Regions from separate parts of the Mus musculus genome. Here region 1 is linked to region 2. The links are chromatin contacts, called in public Hi-C maps. All regions are on one chromosome and are shown on one strand. Each heading gives the region's core, a stretch centred on a gene start, on an enhancer-like site or on the middle of the called end of the contact. The rest is flanking DNA. Distances are from core to core; before and after follow the strand shown.

Evidence for each region. A called contact is a pair of places that touch in the nucleus more often than the background predicts.
Region 1: a Hi-C map of uterus shows a contact between it and region 2, with 4 times the contacts expected there. The contact joins the enhancer-like site here to the promoter of Psmc6 in region 2. A contact is called at or near these places in 2 of 39 promoter capture datasets (cranial neural crest and second pharyngeal arch cranial neural crest), 1 of 484 Hi-C or Micro-C datasets (uterus), 1 of 115 datasets of contacts at active chromatin or transcription factors (embryonic limb bud) and 1 of 9 other capture datasets (adipose tissue).

The regions. Positions count from the first base shown.
Region 1 is chr14:45,712,129-45,719,554 of GRCm38.p6, forward strand. It overlaps the pseudogene Gm7206. Among named protein-coding and RNA genes, the nearest start is that of A530076I17Rik, 47 kb to the left of the region's middle. Within about 2 kb of position 2,438, at least 13 of the 459 cell types and tissues checked have an H3K27ac peak or open chromatin away from gene starts, as enhancers often do. A contact at or near this core is called in uterus, where this site is marked.
Region 2 is chr14:45,324,604-45,331,666 of GRCm38.p6, forward strand. Psmc6 (proteasome (prosome, macropain) 26S subunit, ATPase, 6) reads left to right here and starts at 5,221. Exons shown (of 14, transcript NM_025959.3): 1 at 5,221-5,329; 2 at 6,227-6,306; 3 at 6,384-6,423. The coding sequence starts at 5,245.

The sequences.
Region 1 (7,426 bases), core at 1,188-3,687, 380 kb after region 2:
GAGAAGTCTAGTAGATACCATAGTGTTTGGGACAGAATCTATCAACTTCTGTAGAATAAATATTTCTGTATTAAAACCCTTATTTATCTATTTGTGTGTGTGTGTGTGTGTGTGTGTGTGTGTGTGTGTGTGCGCACGCGCACGCATGTGTGTAGGTCAGAGGAAATCTCTGTGGAGGTGGTTTTCTCCTTTGACCTTTACACAGGTTCTGGGGACTGAATCAGCTCACCAGGCTTGCTCAATGAGTACCTTTACCAACGGGCTGTATTGCTAACACAACATTTCGCTATTCTAACAGTTGGTTAGAATGTAGTGGGTTCCCATCACGTATCAGTGCTTGGTGAAATGATCAGGAAGACCAGAAGGAAACAGGATGACTCCTGGATGCCACTGTGGATAAATTGGTATTCCAGGGTTTCTATGTACTTGTATCTGGATGCCTTCCCAATTTCTATACCCCCCCAAGACTTAAAGACAGCTCTGGGGAAATGGGACATCAAAGCAGTTAAGATTAAGTTTTTGCCACTTTGTGAATAGGAATTCAATGTAGATATAAATATCTATTTCTAAGGAAATAAAATTAACCTTTTTGAGTGATAAGATTCAAAAACACTTTTTACATTCAAATTGTCCCAATAAGATTTAGTGGTCTGTCACACGTATTAATATATCCATAAATTTAACAATAATCAATTTCATTCCTGTAGGGGGTAGTTCTGATGCTTTGATCAGGAATAAATGCTGAAGGTCCTGTCACCCAACTGGTTCTTGATTGATCAATAAAGATGCTAGCGGCTAATGACTGGTAGGAAGAGGCAGGAGTTCATTTTCCTGCAGGCAGGCTAAGAGATGCAGGAGGAGGAAAAGAGTTTCAGAGAGAGGAATAGTCATCAGCCATGTGAGATTTCAGGCAGAGTGGTCATCGGCCGTTTCCCCTGACTTGACTTGGGGTAGCAGGCAGGAGATTAGAAACATAACTAAGTTGAGGGCAGAATTAGAGATGTTCTGTTACCCCACCATTTGTCAACCCGGAGCCTTTTCTTCTTCTTCCCAAGGAGACTCAGCTCCACGTTGATGTGATTGAAGTCCCTCCGCAGAGTCCCCCTGGGGCCCTTCACAATGACTGTGCGCCCCTTCAGAGTGATTTCGACATTCTCTGGAATGTCCACAGTCTGATTGCTGAGAATGGTCTTCATCCTCGCAGTAGATGGGGCCCCACCGTCAGGACCATCTGCAGTCATGTTCAGAACATGATCAAAGGTGTCATGCTGGGCTTCCGATACAAGATGCGGTCTGTGTACGCTCACTTCCCCATCAACGTCGTCATCCAGGAGAATGGCTCTTTGGTTGAAATCCGAAATTTCTTGGGTGAAAAATACATCCGCAGGGTTCGGATGAGGACAGGTGTGGCTTGTTCTGTCTCTCAAGCCCAGAAGGATGAGTTAATCCTTGAAGGAAATGACATTGAACTTGTTTCAAATTCAGCTGCCCTGATTCAGCAAGCCACAACAGTTAAAAACAAGGATATCAGGAAGTTTTTGGACGGCATCTATGTGTCTGAGAAGGGAACTGTGCAGCAGCAGGCTGACGAGTGAGGAGGCCTCAGTTCCTGGCCCCAGAAACGAGATCCTGACCACAAGAACAATTTGGGCTCTTTTGGGAGAATAAAAGACTTATATATTGAAAAAAAAAAAAAAAGAATTAGAGATGTTGAGCTGGGAGTGAAGGTAAAGGCACATTAGCCACACAAGGCTTAGGAGTGCCTGACCATTGAGCTAAAAACCATATTAAAAATAAGCTAATGTGAATGTGTGTGTGTGTGTGTGTGTGTGGTGCATGTATGTAAGTCAGTCTCCTTCTGTGGCTTTCCCCTTAGTACCTTGAGCCAGGATCTTTCAGTGACCCAGAAGTCCACTCTTTTAACTACACTGGCTGCTCAGTCCTGGGGATCTGACTGGGGTCAGGCATTCGCAGCCACATTTGATCTTTATGTGAACTGCAGGGATTTGAACTCATATCTTTATGCTTGCATGAAGTGCTTTTATTTCTCCCCAGCCCAACCTACTTAAAGTCTTTTGCACTTAAGCATTTAATAAAACCCCGGATCATATTCAATGCCTTAGTTTCATCATCCTTTTCTTGACACTTGAAAGCTGCTTTTGTTGTCCTTCTGAGAGTGACTGCATTTTCCTGTTTTAGAAGAGGCTGTTTGCTTTCTACTCACTTGGTGCTGAGTCTGCTGGGATGGCACTTACTCAGAACTGTTAATGACCTTTAAAAATTCATTCTGCATATTGTTTCCACCAATGCTGCTGGGATTCAGTGAGGAAAAAACCCCACCCTGCCGGGTCTGGGATGGGCTGCAGCTGCTTTTAAGCTGGAGCAGAGTGGTAGGACTCACACAGGCCAGATGACTCTTTGATCTGAAATGTGTCTTGGCAGACTTCTTGGGTGGGAAAGGTGAAGCCTCCCTTTTTCCACCCACCTCATCCAGGGCTAGCTGTGGTGAGCTATTTTACATGAGAAAAATAAAAGGAAATTGAAGGTCAAGGCTGGTAGGAGAAGAAGGGTGGGGGTTGGGTGGGAATGGGAGAGATGGAGGTGGGGGGGGGAGAGGGAGGGGGGATGGAGAGAGACAGAGTCAGAGATAGAGAGATAAAGAGGAAGATCTTAGGGAAGACTGGCAAGCAGCCAAGGGAGAGCAGAAACTGTCCACCAGTGCCAAGGGTGGTATCCTCTGATCAGATATGCTGAATATAAATTCTACTTTAAGTTGTTACTGTTAATCCTGAGATTCACAAGAGAAAAACCAGTTCCACAATCTGGAGCCAAATTCAAAGCAAGCTTTAATTAAATACTGACCAGGATGGGCTTTGGTCAGGACCACTCCCTGGAATTCCCAGCTGAGTGGTGCCTAGACAAGTGTTGTAGGGGTTACTTAAGGATAAATCCATATGGCTACTGTATTTTACCATGTAGCTTTGTTATTTTCCAAGAACTACAACTCCCAGCATTCCAGGAAGTTCCCTGCTCCTTGGGTAGGATGGGCTTCCAGGTTAAGCGTGGGTCTTACAGTTACGTTGCCTCACTTTTTATTAGTGTTTTGAGAATTTGAATAGTGTATTTCAACCATATTCATTCCTTTTTCCCCTAAATCCTCTCCACAGCGATCAACAGTCAATACCTTCTTAGCTGGGACTGTAACTTCAAGTGGCCTGTTGTGCCTTTAAAAACGGCTGTGGTCATCCACCTTCTCTGACTCTTACAACTCTTTTGATCCTTTTTCCACAGTGATCCCTGAGCCTTCAGAGGAGACAATGTAATATTGGTACAGGGAGGCCCCAGAGTTTATAGACAATTGAATGTCCTTATTCCGGCTGGCTGAGACTACATGCTGGTATTTAGGATCTAAGTGTATGTAGCACTGGGAGTGTTCAGAATAAGGGGATTTTAAAGGCAGATAGATAGATAGATAGATAGATAGATAGATAGATAAGTAAATAAATAAATAAATAAATAAATAAATAAATAAATAAATAAATAAGAAGATTGCATCCTGGTGTCTTGACCTATTATAGCTGGGTGTGGTAGTGGTCTGTGGTGGTAAGGTTTTTCTTATTGTTGTTGTTGTTTTGTTCCAGTTTAAAAGAAGCTAAGATGAGGTAGTTGGGGCATCTTGACCTCAAGTTCCTAGAATAGAGTTGGGTAATTTTACACATGACTCTCCATTAAGGAGATTGAATTTTAATTAAAGCCAAATGGCCTCAGTAAGATCACCAGATGGAGCCTCTGCACTGTCTTGCCCTGTCACAAGAGAGATGTCCCATTTGGGGCTAAGCGCTCTTCGATCTCTTATTTTCTCCACTTTGTCCAGTTGTGTTTCTGTAGTATTTGTCATTTACTGCAATGAAAAAGCATCTCTGATGAGGATAGAGAAGGCGCTAGTCTATAGGAGTAACAATATGAATGGCTTGGTAATAGCCAATAACTCTCTGATTGGATTTAAGGCCCAGTGCACAAGTTGAAACTCAGTCCTGGCACTGTTATTGGGACTAAGAACCTGTGGGTAGACCTGGCTTAAACTACAGGGAAGAATCTATTACTGCTAAATGTTATTTACACTTCACTAGGCTGTGACCTCCCTCTGAGAACTTTAATCCCCATAAGAAAGCCTTTGACACACACCAGGCTATGAGGAGGAGGAATGAAGAAAGAAGTGGTGTTTTTCATCCTGGCAAAGAAAAGATTCAGCAGCTACTGCCGAACAGTGTGGACTGCACAATGGACCACACATGTAGAGTTTAACCCTCATGAGGGAGGAAGGCACTTGTGTTTATCTGTTTGTTCTCTCTCTCTCTCTCTCTCTCTCTCTCTCTCTCTCTCTCTCTCTCTCTCTTTCTTTTCTTTCTTTTTTTTTAATGCCCTGTCTAGAGTCAGGTTTAATACACAGTAGTTTCTCAATAAAAAGTTGTTGGAATGAATACATGAAAGCCTTCTGAGGGGTTCTGTTTTGCCTTGATTGATGTGTGGGTTTGAACCAGAGCAGTTGGATGTCAGAGCAAAAGGCAACATCACAGGGCTAGACAGGTGAGAATCTGGCTTTCCTCTGTCAGCTTGGCCTAGCTTCTTGGGTCTTCTGTGCGAGATGACCAAGTGTGATGTCCTTGTGTTTAAGTTTCCTCTCGATGGATAAGCGATCTGTATCACCATGACTACCTTAATAAAAAGGTCTTTGAAACCTTTAATTACTTCCTTAGTGGGATCCCAGAGGCAAATAGATCTAAGACTGTTACCATGACATTTCCTATGTAACTCTATTAAATCAGCACCACAGATGTTACCTCTACATTAGGTATGGGTTGCAGGTATCGAAAAGCATTTGAACCTGACATTTGTTCTTCCGTATGAGTCATTTAGCTTGCGGGAAATGAGGAGATACCAGGAGAGAGGGTTTTTGGTTCAGAAACTCTACTATGACCATGGTAAGAAAGTGGGGTGTTCCCAAGATGCAATGGCCTCCAGAAAGCTGAAGATTGAAGCTTTGATGGAAATTTCTTAGGAAATCTTGGTTGCTTTCAGCACAGTGGTGCTTCAGTGATCAGGTAAAGCTATGGCCATTCTACACCAAGTTAAAGTGTGAAAAGTGTCCATGAAAGTGTCTACTAAGGTTAAGATTTCTTCTGCAAACTTGATGGGCTGGGAATGGGCTTACCTGAGACAACCAAAATATGTTAAAGATAACCATCTGGCTTCACAGGGAAGATAAAAGGTGTTCTGGTCTGCCTTTTTTTTTTTAAAGATTTATTTATTATTATATGTAAGTACACTGTAGCTGTCTTCAGACACGCCAGAAGAGGGTGTTTGACCCAGAGTCTTTGAATGCACATCTCTAGATCCCTTGAAAATCTACAAGGATAGAAATAAAATGGTGATTCTGTCCAATATATGTTGCTGGGGATCATCTATAAGTGTCCACTACTGATTGGTGCACCATTAGCACTGAATAATAGCAGCACTTAAGAATCTAGCTGCTTTCCTTATCTGCTTGTGATGGTTGTATAAGCTTAGCCCTGGGAAAGGCACTATTAGGAGGTGTGGCCTTGTTGGAGTAGGTGTGGCCTTGTTAGATTAGGTGTGCCACTGTGGGTGTGGGCTTTCATACCTCCCTTCTAGCTGCTTAGAAGCCAATCTTCTCCTAGTGGCCTTCAGATAAAGATGTAGAACTCTCAGCTCCTCTTGCACCATGCCTGCCTGGATCCTGCCATGCTCCAGCCTTGATGATAATGGACTGAGCCTCTGAACCTGTAAGCCAGCCCCAATTAAATGTTGTCCTTATAAGAGATGCCTTGGTCATGGTGTCTGTTCACAGCACTGAAACCCTAAGACATTGCTTACGAACAACTATACAGGGAGATAGTTCTAGAAACCCAGAATGAAGAGCTGACTGAAAGCCAGCTTGTGAACATATTAACACAAAGCTCACAATTGGCACTCCTTTTTTATAGTGATAGCAAGATGCTAGGCATTTATACCTTCTCTAGAGCTGAAAGGCAAAGAATGGGTGCATGACCCTGTCTTTCAATTATCTGAAACTTGAATGCATCATAGCTATGCATTATGGTTTGAATGGCTCCTGACCTTGAATATGTGACACCCAACTGGTGTTGTTACGTTGTTGGTTGTGGAACTTTTGGGACTGTGATCCAGCTAGCTGATGAGGGATCATAGGAGTGGACCTTGAAGGTGCTGCCTGCTTCTCATTCTGGCTGAGGGCTCTGCTTCCTGCATGCTGATGTGAATGAACTAATGCTTGTGAGTCCCAGCTATGGTGTAGAATAAGCTGCTCCTTCATTCTATTGCTCCCATCACAGCAGTGGACAAACACGGTATCACAGAGCCTCATGAAGCACTGAAATGGCAGCACATAGTGAAGAAGGTGACATGGAGTAACACTGTATTTATTCTGAGCCTGGCCCGTCTAAAGCATTTCTTAGCATTTTCTCCCATCCCAGGTCCCTCCCCATCCCAGCTCCAGGAAGTGGTAAATCAGCTGGGCCAAGGAATTTCATTTTCATCTCATTAAGTTCAACCTAATGAGATCTGGTTTATTGGTTCAGTTAGCTGTGACCTTTGTGTGATTTCATGGAGTCATTTATCATTTTTCTCGAAGTCTGCTGAAAATTTGACCATTGGGCCACAAATGCCTTCAATCAAGCTGTCAGTAAGAATTTGAGCTAGTTAGGGGCAAAGACACACCTCTTCTGATTGCAGAGGGGTTTTGAGAAATCATTCCCTGGAGATATTTTAATTTGTAAATTCAGTATTTATTAGCTTTGGCTGTTATGGTTTGGATAGCATGTGTCCTCCAGAGGGTCACTGAAAAGATGTGGTCACAAACCTGTGGCACTATTGGTGGTAGAAATCTCATGGAAGGAAGTCACAGTATTGGGGCTTGTTGGCCATCTCTTCTTTCATTGCTTCCTGGCCAACAGAGGGGAATAGTTTCTTCCACCACTCTTTCTGCCATGATGGGCCTCACCACAGGCCCAGAGACAATGATGCCATCTGGACATGGGCTGAAACCATGGACTAAGGATAAACCTTTACTTATTTTAAGTTGTTTGCCAAAGGCATTTTGCATCAGTTATAGAAAGCTGACTCTCACGGGCTCTACATACATTAGAAAACATTCTCCATTTGTACATCATCCACGTGTATGAGACAGCATGGCTACCGGGACGCAGGTTATGTTGATAGCAATCAGTGCTTCTCCCTCATCATTAATCTTAGAAAAAGGTAATGTGCCTGTTTATGATTCCTAACACAATACAAATTTTAGAAAGGTAAAGGAATAACCTTGAGTTCAGGGAAACTCTTTGTGATCACATATTTTTTTTCCTCTCTAAGTGCTTACTTAGTGCTTCAA
Region 2 (7,063 bases), core at 3,971-6,470:
TTAGAACTAATTAACAAGAAAAGCCAAACTAGAAGGATGCCTGCCTAGACTCAGGGCCACCGGACACCCAGCTTAGGGAGTGGAAAACATCTCTTTCAGAGTCTAAGGTTTTAGAGCTGTGTTTCACAACCTCCCTAATGCCCTGACTCTTTAATACAGTCCCTCGTGTTGTGGTGACCCCAGCCATAAAATTATTTTCATAGATACTTCATACCTGTAATTTTGCTACTGTTATGAAATTTAATGTAAATTTCTGATATGGAGGATCTCTGATAGGCAGGCCTCAGTGGGGTCATAACCCACATGTTGAGAACCTATCATTTAGAGCGAAAGACCCAAAAACGTACAAAGGATTGTGAAATAGAATGCTCTAAAACCACAGGAAAATGAGCCAGGACCTTCAAAATCTTGAGAGAATTATATTCTGTTAATCATATTTGAAGGTAGATTTAAGACATAAGATAGTTTTAGGTCAGGCATGTAGTTGTGTAGTTCTCTGGGAAGCTGGGACTGAAGAATCCAAAGTTAGGGGTCATTGGGCTGCATCTGTTTTCCATTCCCAACAACAACAACAACAACAAAATTTTTTTGGCCTGGTGGCACGGTGCATGCCAGGAGCCCCATTTTTTAGGAAGCTAAGTCTAAGGAAAACTACATCAAAAGAAAAAAGCTAAACAAAACCTTGAGGGTCATAGGTGGTATGTTAGCAAAAGTAGTTGCTACTTGCCTATCTGGTACTATCTGCCTCTCTCTCTCCCTCCCTCCCTCTCTCCCTCCCTCCCTCCCTCCCTCCCTCTCTCCCTCCTTCCCTCCTTCCCTCCTTCCCTCCTTCCCTCCCTCCTCCGACTCTCTGTCTTAAAAAAGTAGTTTCTGTTGTACCTGTCACTGTGAAACAATTTACTGGTAATTTTAGTGACACTAAACCACAAACACTTCATCTCAGTTTTGCTGGGGCAGCCATTCAGGAGCTCCTGAGTGAGCTGAGTAGGTGACTCAGTGTCATGCTGTTGCAATCAAGACTAAGATTGCATTCATCTGAAGTTGTCCTAGGGCTGGACATCTGTGGCCAACATAACTCATTTGCATAACTGTTGGCAGGAGGCCTTGGTTCCCTGTTGATTGCTCTTTCCCTGCAGGGCTTTCTGTAGAACTGTTGCTGTATCCTCATGGTATGGCAGCTGGCTTCTTCCAGAGCAGGTGTTCCAGGGGAGAGTCTAAAGGCAGCCTCAGTTTGCTTTCTGGTTTTTTGTTTGTTTGTTTGTTTGTCTAATAGCCTAGTCTCTGCAATTGTATGCTGTCACATCCACTTTAATCATCAGGAAGAATCACTAGACTGTGCAAGAGTAATTAGGCTCCATTTCCTAAATTGGTTAAGTGTCAGAGCTGTGAACACATTTTAAAATGACTCTACTCAGCAGTCCTAAGTTAAAGGGGTAGATAGATTAGAAGACTATGTGTGCCTCATGAAGGCTTAAATCTGTTTTGTTACTTAATTTTTAAAACATTATATTTAGTATATTTTTGTGTATGAGTGTTTCACCTACATGTGTATGTGTGCGTGATGTGCTTGTGTGCCGTACCCACGGAGGCCAGGAGAGAGCGATGGATCCCCGGGATTGGAGTCCAAATGGAATACAGAGGGTTGTAAGCTTCCCTGTGAGTCCTGGGAATCAAACCCCATCCTCTGATCCATTACAACAGCAGCCAGTGCCTTAACCATCGAACCATTTCTTTCTTTCTTTAGCTTTTAAAGTTATATTTATTGTATTTATATCAGTACACCGTAGCTGTCTTCAGACGCACCAGAAGAGGGCATCGGATCCCATTACAGATGGTTGTGAGCCACCATATGTTGGCTGGGAATTGAACTCAGGACCTCTGCCAGAGCAGTCAATGCTCCTAACCACTGAGCCATCTCTCTAGCCCCTGAAGCCATTTCTTTAGTCCTCTTTTAATGATTCCCAAATAAACTAATAATATTCTATATTTTCATATCTTTTCTATTCTGCTCTGATATTTAAACTTCTTTGAGTACTGGTGAGATTTCTTAGAATTTTTTTCTATTTAATTTTACTTCTAATTGTGTGTGTCTGTGTCTGTGTGTGTGTGTGTGTGTGTGTGCACTCACACGAGTGCACATGCATGAGTGCAGTTGCCTGTGGAGGACTCTAGATGCCCTGGAGCTGGAGTTACAGGATGTTGTGAGCCACAAGATGTGGATACTGGAAAGCAAACTTGGGTTTGCTCCTAAGTTGCTAAGCCAGCAAAACTGTGACATGAAGTATTTGTGGTTCAATGTAAAGTACATACTGAGCTATCTCTCTATAGACACTTTTGTTAAATATATCTGCTTATCTTTCACGGTGCTTAATATCATTTACATATTTTTATATATAAATATATGTTAATTCATATATATATATATAGATAGATAGATATGTAGTTTATGTTCTCAGACAGTGTCCTACATGTATCCATGAGCAATAAACAGTCGCCATCTTTGCGTAAGTTCTTGGGCTTTCTACAGGGAGTGAGAAAAGACACTAAACATTTAATCACGTATATGAGTATATATTTACAAATTGAGTTACTTTTTCATACACACACAACAGAATAGGGTTACTGTGGGCATGAGAAACACAGAAAGTTCAGCTGAGGTTAGAATTTTGCCAAATGGGTAAGAGGAAAAAGAACCCAGAATTAAAAAGACTGACGAAGACGATGTTGAAATGACATTCTGATCTATGCTCATGTAATTTTGTTTAACCTTGGAGAATAAACTTGTACTCTATTTTATGTGTATGGGATGTTTTGTCTGCATATACGTATATGTACCACTTGGATGCCTGGTGCTCAGGGAAGCCAGAAAAGACCACTGGACGTCCTGAGACTGGAGTTATGGGACGATTGTGAGCCACCATATGGGTGCTGGGAATGGAACCCAGGTCTTCTGGAAGAGTAACCTGTGCTCTTAACAGCTAAGTTATCTCTCCAGCCTCTGCGTGCATATATTTTTGCTGAGCCATATAAATTGGACTGCCTTTTATATTCTGCCTTGTCTTTTCTTCTTGATGTCAGAATTGATATATATTGGTATGAACCTACTCACTTGATCAAAATAGTGTGGGAGAAAGGACACTCCCTGTCACTTTATTTACTTATTGTCTCCTTCAAAAGCCAGTTTTAGAAAAAAAAAATACAACAGAAAATTCACATAATAACCACACCATTTTCTCCAAGAAAATTTGGAAGACTGTCACTTTAGGCATTAATTCACATAACTGTACATGTATTTGTAAAGCATATTCATTTTTTTTTAGGGTGCTGGGAGTTAAACTCAGCTGTACGTTAGGCAAGTATTCTACCAATGTTATACTCCCAGCATGAGAATAACAATTTAAAAGAATACAATTACCATATGCCACATTTTGGATTAACATCTTTAGTTATATTGTCTATTTAATACCCATGACAACCTTTTTACATATGTACAATTATGCTGATTTTATGAAGACATCAAGATATCACCACCCCTCCACCACAGAGATCTGAGATAGTCCTAGCAGACTTCAAAGTTCCTACCTTGGTCGCTGCAGAAACTTTATCTTGTGTTCTACATCTCTAGCCCATTTCCTTCCAGTTCTGCTGGCCTCCTTTCTCTGATAGAAGTGAGACAAACTCTTTGCTACCTTAGAATCATGCACTTGCTGTTTAATCTCTTCAGAAGGCTCTCCACGTGGTGGCATAATGGGGCCCCTTCTGCTCTCAGACATGTTCAAAATTTATTCTCCTCCTTATCCCACAATATCCTTTTATTTCAATTGTAGCATTTACTACATTAAGGTATTTTTATGATTTATTATCATTTATGCATCTGTGCATGTGGACCTCATGCCAACTTTGAGTGGGTCCCATGAATCCAATTCAGGTCACCTGGCTTCCATGACAAGCGCGCCTTTGCCCACTGAACCATCTCTCTGGCCCCTATTCAAATCATTTCTAATTTCCTTATTACATGTTAGAATATTTTCTAATATTCTGATTACAAGCAGGTCAGTGCTTTATTGGGTAACTGAAAATTTCCTACTTATGCTCATGCAATTGATATCAAAAGGCTGCATCTTTGGGCTGGAAAGTGGTTTACTGGTTATGTGAGCTTCCGGCTCTTCCTAAAGATCTCTGTGTGTTTGTGGAGTGCATTCATTCAGTTTTAGGGTGCTGGGGGTTAATAAACTCAGGGCTTCTGTGTGCTAGGCAAATACTCTACCAAAGGTACACTCCCAGCCTGTCAATAATAATTTAAAAGAACACAGTCACTGAGCCTAGAGAGATAGCTCAAAGGGTATTCGTACTTGTTGCTCTTGGAGAGGATCTGGGTTCGGTTCCCAGTATCCACATAGAGGCTCACAACCGTCTATAATTCCAGTTTCAGGGGAATCATGTGGTTTTTTCTGACCTCCTCCAGCACCAGGCACACACGTGCTGCACACACATACATGCAGGCAAGATATTTATATGCATAAAATAAATAAGATTTTTTTTTTTAAATCATAGCTGCTTGTAACTCCAGAGCCAAGAAATCCGATGCCCTCTACTGGCTTCTGTGAGCACTTGCCCTCCTAAGGTATACACTAAGGCACACACATAAACACATAAATAAAAATAAATAATTTGGGAAAGAAAAAGGCTGAATTTGAAAATGTGACTCAGTTGGGAAAGCTCTTGCTTAGCATGCCGGAGACTCTGAATTCGATTTCCACACAGCACATACTGAATGTTCGAGTTTGCCTGTAATTCCACTAGGAAGCCGGTGGTGGGGGGGGGGAGGACCAGAGTTCAAGCCCAGCGCTGCAGAATGAGTGCTAAGGCAGTGTGGATTACAAGACACTGTCTCAAAAAAAAAAAAATCTTGTCATTTCCTCTTGCTTTTCAGTTTATTACAGATCCTTTGGCGTTCTAAGAAAGCAGTGACTTAATATTGAGCCAGCCAGTAGCTAAGTCAGGCATTGCTCACTCTGGCCTGCAGGGGACAGTGTGACCGGAGACGATCTTCTGCGCTTTCGAGGCTTTCTGCCGCTCTAGGTGACTGACTTCGGCGCCCGGAGCCAGAGGCGGGCCAGCCGGAAGGGGCGGAGCCAGTCACGGTCCCGCCCCAGGCCGCCTCTGCGCCCTCGCCCCGCCCCCTCCCCCGCCCGGGCTGCCATGGCCCTTCCCGGCATCCCCTATGAGCGACGGCTTCTCATCATGGCGGACCCTAGAGATAAGGCGCTTCAGGACTATCGCAAGAAGCTGCTAGAGCACAAGGAGATTGACGGCCGTCTTAAGGAGCGTGAGTGAGCCTTGACACACTCTCTAGTGCCTGGACCGGCTTCGGTCTCTGATAGAGCGGAGGCTTCGGCTGAGCCCGAAAACAGCGCCTGGCTTGGGAAGGCCCGAGTCCAGGGACGAGGCGCTTTGTCATCCCGCCCCGCGCTGGGGTGCAGCACCGCCTCGGCCGTGGGTATGGCCCCAGTCCCAGTCCGGTGGCATAGAGAACAGCCACAGTTCTGAGGTGGAAGAGGGGAAGATTAGAGGAGTGAGGTACAAGTGGGCTGGGGACATATTCCGGGTGCAGGAAGGCAGGCTTGGAGTCTCGGGACCCGGGGATGGGAGGACGCTTGAGTCAAAGAAGCTCCAGCCGGACGCGGGACTCACGGAGGCGGCTTGTACTTGGGGTAGAAGGGGGCTCAGTGGTTGTAATAGCCTTTCTCGTCTTCCCTCAGGCGTCATACTGAGTACCAAGTTTTCTGTATACCCTGAACATTCACGTTTTGAAAACCCTGCGTGATTTAATTAAATGAGAGAATACCGCAGCCTAGGATTCGGTGAAGAATTGCGTTGGTTGACTTAATTTAGTATGGACAACCAGAGTAAGCCAGGTGATCTTAGTGTAGCTATGGGAGGCTTGATTCACCTTATCGTTTAGTTTTGTAGCAAATCTGAAGGTGGCAGGATGTCACTATCGGTTAAAAATGTAACTTAAAAATATTTCCTACCAAGAAAATAGATATGATACTTTCTCTGTTACATTTCATTTTAAAACATGCCACCTATCCACTACAAACTGGAAAAAAAAATCTTATTTTGTGGTTTGAAACAGTAGGTTTGAAACCTAAGGTAAAAGAGACCTAAGTAAAAAATTTTATGCAGTTGTTTAATTTAAAATGTCAAAATTTTATTATTTCAGTAAGGGAACAATTAAAAGAACTTACCAAGCAGTATGAAAAGTCTGAAAATGATTTGAAGGCACTACAAAGTGTTGGACAGGTAGGTGATAAAGTTTGAAAGTATGTTGCCATTTCTAAGCTATTGGCAAAAGGTAATGCCCCTTTTTTCTTTTCCAGATTGTAGGTGAAGTGCTAAAACAGTTAACAGAAGAAAAATGTAAGTGGATTAACTTACTAATTATTAAAAAATAAAAAGCCCCAGTTCTTTGCCAGCTTTTGAAATGCCCATTTTATTTTGATTTTTGAGGCCAGGTACTTCTATGTAGCTCTGGATGCAGCTTCCTATGTAGACTAGACTGGCCTTGAACTCACAAGCCTTTTGCTTTCCAGTGCTGGAATTTTAGGCATGTGTGACATTATGGAAGGCTGTTTTAATTCATTCATATATATACATATACACATACATATATACATATATATGTGTGTGTGTGTGTGTGTGTATATACATACATACACACACACACTCTAAAGATGTATTGTTCTTTGTAAGTACACTTAGCTGTCTTCAGACAGCGAACAGAGGAACAGAGAAGGGAGTCAGATCTCATTACAGATGGTTGTGAGCCACCATGTGGGTTCTGGGATTTGAACTCAAGACCTTCAGGAAGAGCAGTCAGTGCTCTTAACCGCTGAGCCATCTCTCCAGCCCTTCTAATTCTTAATTCATCTATTTATGTATGTGTGTCTGTCTCTATGTCTGTGTCCCCTGCACTCATGTGTATATGTGTATGCATGTGTGTGTGCATGCATCAAAGGACTACTGTGGGAGTTGCTTTTCTGCTTCTGCCATGTAAGAT